Regions from separate parts of the Anas platyrhynchos genome. Here region 2 is linked to region 1. The links are chromatin contacts, called in public Hi-C maps. All regions are on one chromosome and are shown on one strand. The core of a region is the stretch at or near the end of the contact, and the rest is flanking DNA. Distances in the headings are between cores, read along the strand shown.

The links. Hi-C and Micro-C count contacts between places; a contact is called where the count stands out from the background.
Region 2: a contact with region 1 is called in a Hi-C map of skeletal muscle, with 1.8 times the contacts expected there. The contact joins the promoter of PRDM10 here to the enhancer-like site in region 1. A contact is called at or near these places in 3 of 8 Hi-C or Micro-C datasets (F5 follicle, skeletal muscle and small yellow follicle).

What each region holds. Positions count from the first base shown.
Region 1 is chr25:4,349,364-4,354,340 of IASCAAS_PekinDuck_T2T, forward strand. APLP2 (amyloid beta precursor like protein 2) reads right to left here. Exons shown (of 18, transcript XM_027444200.3): 14 at 4,639-4,674; 15 at 1,685-1,767; 16 at 780-854; 17 at 173-328. Among named protein-coding and RNA genes, the nearest start is that of TMEM45B, 41 kb to the left of the region's middle. Within about 2 kb of position 2,373, at least 2 of the 8 cell types and tissues checked have an H3K27ac peak or open chromatin away from gene starts, as enhancers often do. A contact at or near this core is called in F5 follicle, where this site is marked.
Region 2 is chr25:4,411,264-4,416,054 of IASCAAS_PekinDuck_T2T, forward strand. PRDM10 (PR/SET domain 10) reads left to right here and starts at 3,124. Exons shown (of 22, transcript XM_072027604.1): 1 at 3,124-3,264. It also overlaps LOC113839845.

The sequences.
Region 1 (4,977 bases), core at 1,123-3,622:
GCTAATAAATAAGCGATGAAGATGTCAGCCTCAACAGAGTTAAGTCCCATCTAGCTAGGAGCAGAGCAGTTGATGTCTTGGCAGCTACTACCATCTTCGCCCCCTACACACAACATGTGATTCAATGCTGACTATTTTCATACTCTGTGATGGAGCAGGAGTGGTTTCTCACCTCCACAATTCCATGGCTGATGGTCCCATACTGCCTCTTCCTCAGCATCACCAAGCTGATGACTATAACAGTAGCTATGGCAACAGCAATCACCAACAGCCCAATAAGGGCACTGCTGCTGAAACTGAAGTCATCACGAAGCGAGTTGTCATTATCCTGGAAGGAAGAAAACAATGGAGCAGGTAGAGGAGGAGTGATGTGGGAGTTGCCCTGCTAAATGCAGACCTGAAAGGAGGCCACCAATAAGGTCTTCAGCCATCTGTGGTATCGAGGCACGACCGATTATACTTGGCAGTATAAATATTTCATCCCTTTCTGTCAAAAGGATAATGAACACAAAGTCGTTTCCCCATTTAGGCATTTCTGGACAAGCACTGACTCACACTGCTTTCATACCCCACAAAGCGCTTTTGCAACAAAAGAGTCAAGTTAGCATCTAATGTTTTTACTGTGATCTTCATGCAGAAATGCCATCCTGCATTATGCTCTGCATGACTTGCCATAGCAGCGTCAACACATTGAATCCCTGGAATTCAGCAATACACAAGAACCAAAATCCAGTTTCAGGAAGTCACCAATCACCAGATGCAGTAGCCATAATACATACCGGCTCGTCCACCAGCCCACCAACACGCTCTGCATTGAAAATCATTTCCTTCACATCAAGGGTTTCATCAATTACCTGAAAACAGTCACAAAAAGCGTTTTATGAAAGGAGCTGTAAGAAACAGGTGGGAGAAGGAGTATGAAGCCAGACAAGAGACCTTTAACGCATACAAGCAAGAGCTCAGAACCACCTACCATTTTTTGCCTGCTCTCTAAAGCGTGGGATCTTCTCCAACTTTTAGAGCCAACTGAGCTACTGACTGCAACCATTTGGAAGCCTAGACTACCTCAAACTAAAGACCCGAATTAAAAATGCAGGTCCTGCCTTGGACACAGCATTTCTGTCATGTAACATCTAACTTATGGCTATAGAATGATTCTGAAAGTAGGCTCCAAGAAGTCACTTTTATATATATATTTTTAAGCCAGGTAACTGGGGCAAGACAGCTGCCACTATGACCTAGTGAATTTTTTACACTGCATATAAAGCTAATTGCCTACTGGGTCATGTACCTTTACAAGAAGGTGAGATGTACCTTGCTAGGAAAAGTATGTGGGAAGGCAGGTGGAATGCAGCAGCATTCAGTGTACTCAGACAGAAAGCTACCTAGCTAAAATAAAGGTGTATCAAAGGGTCTCTGCTTGGGAAAGCAATTACTAAATCAGACACTTCTCCAGCTCAGACTGCCAAAGATCCAGATCTCTCTCCTTCCCTCACCCTCCCACCCTTCTGATGCTAATCAGTATTAAGAGCCTACAATAGTCAGAAAACTGACTCCCCCACACCATATGGATAATGAACACACTGACATTCTGCTAGCAGGAAGGAGACATGGAAATAAGCCACTGCTATTAATTAGTGTCCACGGCAGGCTTTGCTTTACAAAATAAAGGTGGAGGGCTCACCACATTTTCATCCACTTTGTTCTTGCTGTTAATCACTTTTTCTTCAGCGCCAATCAGCCCATCCAACTCTGTCATGCCAGAACCTGCACCAAAAGAGCAAGGCAAGGACCATTAGTCAGCCCTTAGTGACATTTAGGAAGGATTACCTACTCTTTGTAGAGCTGCCATGGCTAGTGCGTTTAACTGCATGGACCGCTGATTATTAAGCTGTCTTCATGCTGTTGTGTCAGAAGGGGAGCTCATAAGCTATGCTACAGTGACAAGTGATTGGGGAGGTTCTGTTAATGAAGGGAAATGAGGTGGCAATGAGAGAAGCAGACAGGACTCACCAAAACAGGCTGAAGTGTAAATCCAGAAATACCATACGGTTATAAGTACTGCTGTTAGAATGTCCAAGGCAACATGTAACACAAATTGTGAGCGTGCAATTCTTTTCTGCAAGTGTCAGCCAGGGTCACCACCACCTCCGCATGACCCCACAACGGAAAGGCACATCTCCCCTCTGCTGACAATCAGCACACAGGGAAGACTTTCAACCGCATGGTCAGCATCACCCATTCTTCTGAAATCAAGTACATCAGCAAGCGCCTCGGGAATGAGAATCTCAAGGTCAACCAGCACAGCTCTGTAATGAGCTTCTGTCCCGTAGCTGGCACAAGTCCAGAAACAATAAATCCCAAGGCAAAGGAGGAGCAAAGTACTTCACTAGCCTTTGTACCAGAACATCACTCACCCACTTCTAGGCTAAAACTACTACAGGCTGAAGAGAAGAATATCAATTAACAGAAGGCAGCTGCTCTGCATAAACTGTTTTGATCTCAGGCATTTATAGAAAGATCAGATCAATAACAATCTGATGCAAGACACTCTGACCTAACATAACAAGTTAGGAGACTGCAAGTTTTCCATTATCAGTACGGACAATGTAATGTCCTTCACAACATCTATGCCTCCCTAAAGCAAAAGCAGGAGGACAGTGAAATGTCAGCCCTGCACAACGGGGTCCTTCCAATGAGGAGCATGAGGCAGGGGAAATACACTACAGCACTTAACACTGACTGCATACACCTCTCCACAAACTGCTGAGCTTGCAGGTTGCCTAAGACATTATGTCAACCCATGCTGAAATTGGCACATGTTCTTTAATGAGATGCAAAGGAAAGGATATTTGGCTCCATGGCAAGTTTTTACTGTGACAAGCTTCTTACTGCGCAAAAATGCCAAGGAAACTAATGTTTCACTCCAACTCCTCCCAAAAGAAGCATCTAGGGTTTTACTGCATCCCTTTTTCCTCTATAGTTCTTTGGAGACAGTAATCAGATTCCAAGCACAGCCAAGACTGCCCATCTGATTTCCCACGGCTGTTGAAGCAGGTCATGTTGTTATGGAAGTCAATGATTTGGATTTTCTGGACAGACCAGAAATAGTTTTTAAGAGAACTACTGTGCCGGCTTTTGGCCTATGGCTGCTTTATTCAATTCTCAGGAGCCAACGTAACAGTCTCCAGGGCTGGGAGTTCAGTTGCTGCACTGAGCTTTGCTATTTGTCACAGCGCGCTGTACCAAATAACAGACCTAGTTCTATGTAGCTCTAAGGCACAGTTTAGATTATACACTTCCTAGGGAAAAAAAAAAGAAAAAACAAACAAACTCCACACACACACACAAAACAGAACTCCCTAGCAGCCCTTTGTGAAATTCAATGAAAAGACGAAGAAGGAAACACAGGATGTAATCTTAGTCCCCAAGTCATCAGAAACTCTTTTATTTACCCAAATGGGGAGAGGACCAGCTTACGCTTATCATCTTTAAGTCAACGCAGCAGTCATCAATCAAGAATCAAAGTAAAGGCTGTCACAGTTCTTTCCAGAGCAGTCAGTGCACTGACTTCGCTGTGAATTGCTCCACAAGAGGGATGAAGGTGACCTTTGTAAAGAACTACTACTGGTAATGAAAACAGTTCAGCTGCCTGGCCTTCACCACATTACAAAGTTCTTTGTGCTCATATTAAATGGTTATTAGCAAAACCCTTTGATTCTGCTTTGAAATTCTGCACGACATATTTGGAACCAAAGACAGACGAAAGAAAATGACTGGGTTACTCCCCATGCTCACCTCACGTGCCACTGTTCCGCGAAAGTATTCTGACAATTAGCCTCCCATTTCTGCTCTGGAAACCAAATCTGTTAGCAGATCAGCTGGGCCTGATCTTTACCTGAGGCTGTATCTCTGACAAAGGATTTACCACCAATATTTCTATGTCCATTTTAAGGCCCAGTCGGACCCTTTTTAGCCAGGCACTCTGTTACTGCACAATCAATAATGAGCTAAAGGAGAAACGTGTAATCACACAGGACTTGGCTCGTATGGAGAGATGCTACTCCTGAAAAGGGGATGCTAAGAAGACAAACACAAAGGAATCACCTACTTTACCTGTCCCAGAGCAGCTGTACTCCATAATACCTATGAGGACAAGTAGCTGGGAGACACACCCCATGTCTAGGGGGGCACTCTCATTCCTAGTTTAGTGCTGTTGTTAGGTGGCAAGTACAGATTCCACAGCGTGCAGAATAGCCTCTGGACTATTTACCACCAGCAATGCAAGGTTTATTTTGAGAATTGTTGACCAAGAGTACAAATAAAAGACTTATAAAATATGGCATGGCTTCAGACAGACTGCTAAGCCCACATTTTCTTGAGGGCAAAGAAACTAATTATGCATTCTAAGGCACCTTGCTAGCCCATCAGAGAGGAAAACACAGAACCAATTGGATATTCAAACTAGCTTATTTCTTTATCACTAGGCCTAAACAAACAAAACAGAAAGTTTCTGATCTAAATGAGGGCAGGGAAATGAAAATAAAGGTGAGTATGGAACTAAAATGAAGCTACCAAGCACACAGAGAAGGTAGGAGAGTGATAGAAAGCACTGTGAGGGAGCAGCTTAGAACCAACCTTTTTTCATTGGATGGTACAAATCCGGCTGAGGATCTAGCAGGAGGGAAAACAAAAACAAAAATAGCAGAGAAAGGAGATTAAGAGAGAAAGGAAAAAAGGCTTGCGCATGATTTCTGACTCAGTCCCTGGGAAAGCTTTTAGTCCACAGCTTTCTTTAAGCTCAGGACTCTGTTCAAGCATTTTTAAAATAAATACGCACACGCCAGATGTCAACACCCGCTGATAAAAAAATATAGATACATATTGAAAGAAAAAAAAAAGATCCTGTGGCGCTTCAGCAGGTCACGGCACAAAGATTTACATGAGAACATTTTGGTTAAGGATTGACAATGAATT
Region 2 (4,791 bases), core at 1,874-4,373, 63 kb after region 1:
AAATGGCAAAGTGCTTTTCCTACAGGCATTTCTGCAGCCAGAACACTCTTTCCCAATTCATATACCCCGGTATGGCTTCTAGTAGGTGTTCATGGTGAACTGAGTAGCTGCCTTTTCCTAAAACTCGATGCGCTTCTTACAAAAAGCACAATAAGGATTGTTATGGGGCATGTAAATTGTTTTGTCACTTATTTTGCCTGCTGACCATATTTATTTAATGCTGGGGAATGAATGACAAAAAAAAAAAAAAAGGTAGTCAAAAGTTCATGTATGTGATGAAATGCTTTCTTTAATGGTACACCTTTCCCTTAGTTTTAAGTCAAAGCAATTTTGAGATTATTTGGTAGATGCTATTAAACATGGTTACAGCCAAACTTTTTAGTGAAACTTTTTCCTTGCAGAATAAGGGGAATAATTTACCTTTTTAAAAAGAAAGGTTTTTTGTTCTTCTCTGGGGAAAATGGCTCTGGAAACCAAAACAGGAGCATTTTGTTACATTTGTATGTTTTACATGAAGCAATCTTAATTAAATTTTCTGTGGCTTACTCTAAATCAGTAAACTCATATCATTAACTTCACCGTGTTTTGTATTCTCCATGCAGGATGCAAAGTAATCACATTTCAGTTGCAATATAATTTAGAAGGTTCTAACAAACATTTTCTTCCATCTTCTAGATTAGTATTTTAAATCAGGCTTGCACAAGGGAAGTTCAATGGATACTACAGTGCACAGCCCATGCACAGTTTAATTTGCAAACCTGGATGCAAGTGCCTACTTATCATGCACAGATGTAGTCTGGAGAGGTCAACAGGGCCAGCGAGACAAGGTCTGCTTACATAACTCAAATGAGTTTACAGCACTTGAGCATTTTTCTTTGTCATGTTTTAATCTACATGCCTCTCAGAATGGGACAACGTCATGAAAAATCAGCCCCAACAAAAGCAGCAACAAAGAGATACAGACAGGAAAATAACAGAAAAGCTTTGGTGGTCTGAAAGGAGGCTGGAGGGTCTCTGAGCAGCTTTAGGGAGCGGTGGTCCTGAAGGGAGGAGGTCTGGGGGTTTGCTTGTTAAGGTAAAGGCTTGTGGCAGTGGTTTTACTAGGTGATGGAGATGCTCAAGAAGATGAGTTGGGTCAAAAAGATATTTGCAAGTAAATGAAACAGGGCGGGGTTGCAGCATCCTTTTCCAGCTGGAGCCTGAAATGAGAGCACGGCCGGCCCTCGCTGGGAGGATGAGAATACACACGCTTGCGTGGGAGACAGAGCTGCGGTCCAGAAAAACGAGCCGTGTAGGCCGTGGGGAAGGCAAAATAGGCAAGGCAGGACACATGCAGCAGAGGCAGTGCTGAAACAGCAGTATACAAACGAGACAATGCAGATGGAGATACAGACCTGATGACCCAGGAGATGAGAGAAAGGAGGATTCAATGAAGGGTTACAGCACCGTTCCAGACAGGCGAACAGGGAAATTATTTGGACTATCTATGAGAACTAGAAATAAATAAATTAACCTAATGTGAAGGCTTCTCTCACTCTGGCAGCACGAGGCTTTTGGAAAAACAAAGCCTGTGCTGGAGCATCAGAAAGAACACATTAAATGTGGGAAATACAATGGGCATTACATCAGATTCCAGATACTGCAGATGATGAATCAGAGCAGCATGCTTTTTCTGCATCTGGCAGCCTGCTACATCCACTGTGCACTTGCCCTGAATCAGTCTTTCCAAGCTAAGGGAAGAAAATATCCCCAAATAACTTTCAGAACATGACCCATGTGCCAGGAAAGGACAGCCCTGAAGTCCTGCGCTGTTTTGTGCTCAATTGCAGAACTATACAGTTGCATGAAAACATGACACAATACCACACTTGTATCCAAGTCAGTTCTAAAATGTTTCAAGTCTTCAAAATGTTAGGGAGACTCTCAGAAATCCCAAGTAAAAATACAACAGCATGAAAACGCTCTGACTTGCTAGAATGAGTACAAATCGCTGTTAAGACATGTGGGAAATAAAGCAATTTTGTTTGGTCTTATATTTTTTCTTGTGCTATTTGTTATCCCAACATTTCAGCGTGGTATAATGAAATTGAAGCTGTTTTACAGGGTAGAGAAAGAAATTGACTCCATAGCTTCCATAACTCAAGTTAAGAGAACTGCCCAGAGGAGTTGAGAAGAACTGTGGAGAAAAAAACAGAACCAAATTGGGTAAGCAACTCCACTCGCTTCAGTTTTAAAAATCTTTCTTGGCTAAAGATGTAAGTTACTAAACACAAGTTAGAAAATTTGCATCTCTGATTTTTATCTTGATTGCTCATGGAAGGGACAGGTCAGTACAAATGGGGATGACTTCAGCGTACACATGGGCCTCGATTTGAAAGACTGTATCGGGCTTTTAACAGCCAGAGTGGAGAAGTAGCTTAATTGCACCAAGAACTGCCCCTGTTGTTATTCTCCTGGGGCAGAGGAGGAGGAGAAGCAGTTTTTGTAGGAGCCGTGAGTCATCTTCAGCCAAATTCTGCCCTTCCTCCAGCACTGGGCTTTGGGTCACTGGGCCACAAGAGCCCATGTTGGGGTGGAGCTCTGGGCGATAAACCTGGAAGAAACCTCAGCCCTGAGGGGAGCCCGGGGGGGCATTTTTGGGTGCATTTCCTCGTGTTTTGGCCAATAACGGGCTGAGGCGCGGCTCTGAGGGCAGAGCTCTGAGGGGGCCAAGGGCTGTGGGCGAGGCGCCCCCCGGCGGCGGGAGCCCACGGGGGGGCCGCGGGGTCGCCCCTCGGAGGGGCTGAGGGGGGGCCTCGGGCCCCGGCCCCGTTTCCCGCCCGCCCCGGGGGCTGAGGGCCGCGGCCCCCCCCGCCCCCCGCCGCCAGGGGGCGCCCCCTGCGCCCCCCCCCACCGCCTCCCTCAGCGGGGGGCGGAGCGCCGCCATGAGACGAGCGCTGGGATTGGCGGGAAGGGGCCCGGCGGAGAGGAGCGCGGATGAGAGCGGCGCTCTGATTGGTGGAGGGCATCCCGGGGGGAGTGAAGGCCCGGGTAGGGGGTCTCTCCCCCACCCCCCCGTGAGGGTTGCCCCCCCCTCCCCTTGCACCCCGGCCCCCTGACCTGCCTGCCTCCCGACTCTTTTCTTGATGGCTTTTGCGCCCCGTCTCGGCGGGCGGGCGCGTTTCAGCCAATCAGCGCGCGGCGCCGCAGCCTGTTGCCAGGCAGATTATGGTAATGAGGCCCGGGCGGCCGCCCCCCCTCCCGTTCTGCAGCTACCATTGTGAGGTGAGGACAGGTGGGGGGGTTTGGGGCCGCCGCGGGGCCGCCGCCGGCGGCCGGGACGCGCCACCCGCACGGGACCCCCTCAGGTAACGCGATGGGACGGTCCGGGAGGGAAGCGCGGCCCGGGGGCGCCGCGGGGCCCCGCCGGGGGTTTTGGACTTGTTGTTTTAGTCGCACCCAAGATGGCGCCCGGAGCTGGCGGCTCCTTAGCGCTGCGGCCGGGACAAACCGTTCGCTCCCGCGAGTGGGGGGGGGGAGGGGGAGCAGGGCGCACTCATTCCCCTCCGCCCCCCCCGCCCCCCCGCGGGAGAGGTACGGTCCGCTCCCCCCCCTCCCCGCCCCAGCCGGGATCCCCCACCCGGCCCGGCCGGAGGGAGAAGGGGCTGCCCCCACCCCCGCTCCCCCCCCCCTCCCCCGATGGTACGGTCCGGACCCCGGCACCTCAGTAGCGGGGGGGGCGGGGGGGTGTATGCTGGAGCCATCTTGTTCCCCCCCAGCACTGTGGGCGCCTCAGCCCTCCGTGACGGCGGGCGGCTCGCCTCCCTCGCCCCGTGCTTAGGCCGGCTCCCCTCCCCTCCGCAACGCAGCGCGGCCTTCGCTGGCAGCCCCCTTCCCACCCCCCCCCGCGCCCCAGTGGTTGGGGCCGCCCGGCCGTAGGGCGCCCTCACAGGGGGCTGCCGGCGCCTCGCGCTTTCCCCCCGGGGGGGGGGGGGGAGCGGGCAGCGCTGCCTGCCCGTACTGGGGAGCGGCGCCGCGTGAGGGGGGGGGCGCCTGCCCCTCCTGATTGGCCGCGTGCCTCGCGCCCCCGTTTCTCATTGGCCTAGCGGGAGGAGGGGGGCGTTGCGCCCCCTCCCCGGATTGGCTGCCGGTGGGGACGCGGAGGTTATATAAGGGGGAGACGGTGGGGGGGCACCGGCAGTCAGCCCTGTGAGGGGCTCAGGGGAGGGAGGGGGTCAGCCTGGAGCCCCCCGAGCCCTGCGGGGAGCGGGAACCCTGGGCAGGGCCCGGGGCTGGGGCCCCTCCCGCTGCCTGAGGGGCCCGGAGCTTCGCGGGCTCGAAGGAGGCAGCGCAGCCACGCGTCTGGGCATGGGGCTGTGAAGTTTGGCGCTGCTGTGGCAGCACCGAGTTTTGTACTGGTTTTATACCCTACTAAATACACCCGTGTACAGATACCGCGTGTGGCTGTCTCATTTTTATTTCTTCGGCCCTCTTGCTGTCAGGTCTGTGGTGCTGAGGTGCCGCGTCCGCTCCTGTGGCACTGTGGTGCTGAAGCAGGGGCAGCTTGTTAAATTTCCCACTTGGAATGAAAAAAAAAGACCTTGGTCCTCTGCCTTGCAGGCCTGGCAGCCCTAAAGGGCCATCCAGCCCTACAAAGGTTTTGTTTGCCTGTCGGAAACCCTTCAAGCCATGCAAAGGCAGCTCTTACCTCCCAGCTGCTCGTGGCAGATCCCTGAGTGGTCTTTCCAAAGTTTAAAACTCTCTGGTTCAGGCTGCTGAGCTTCACAGCCCCCAGGGTGAACCAAGCAGTCA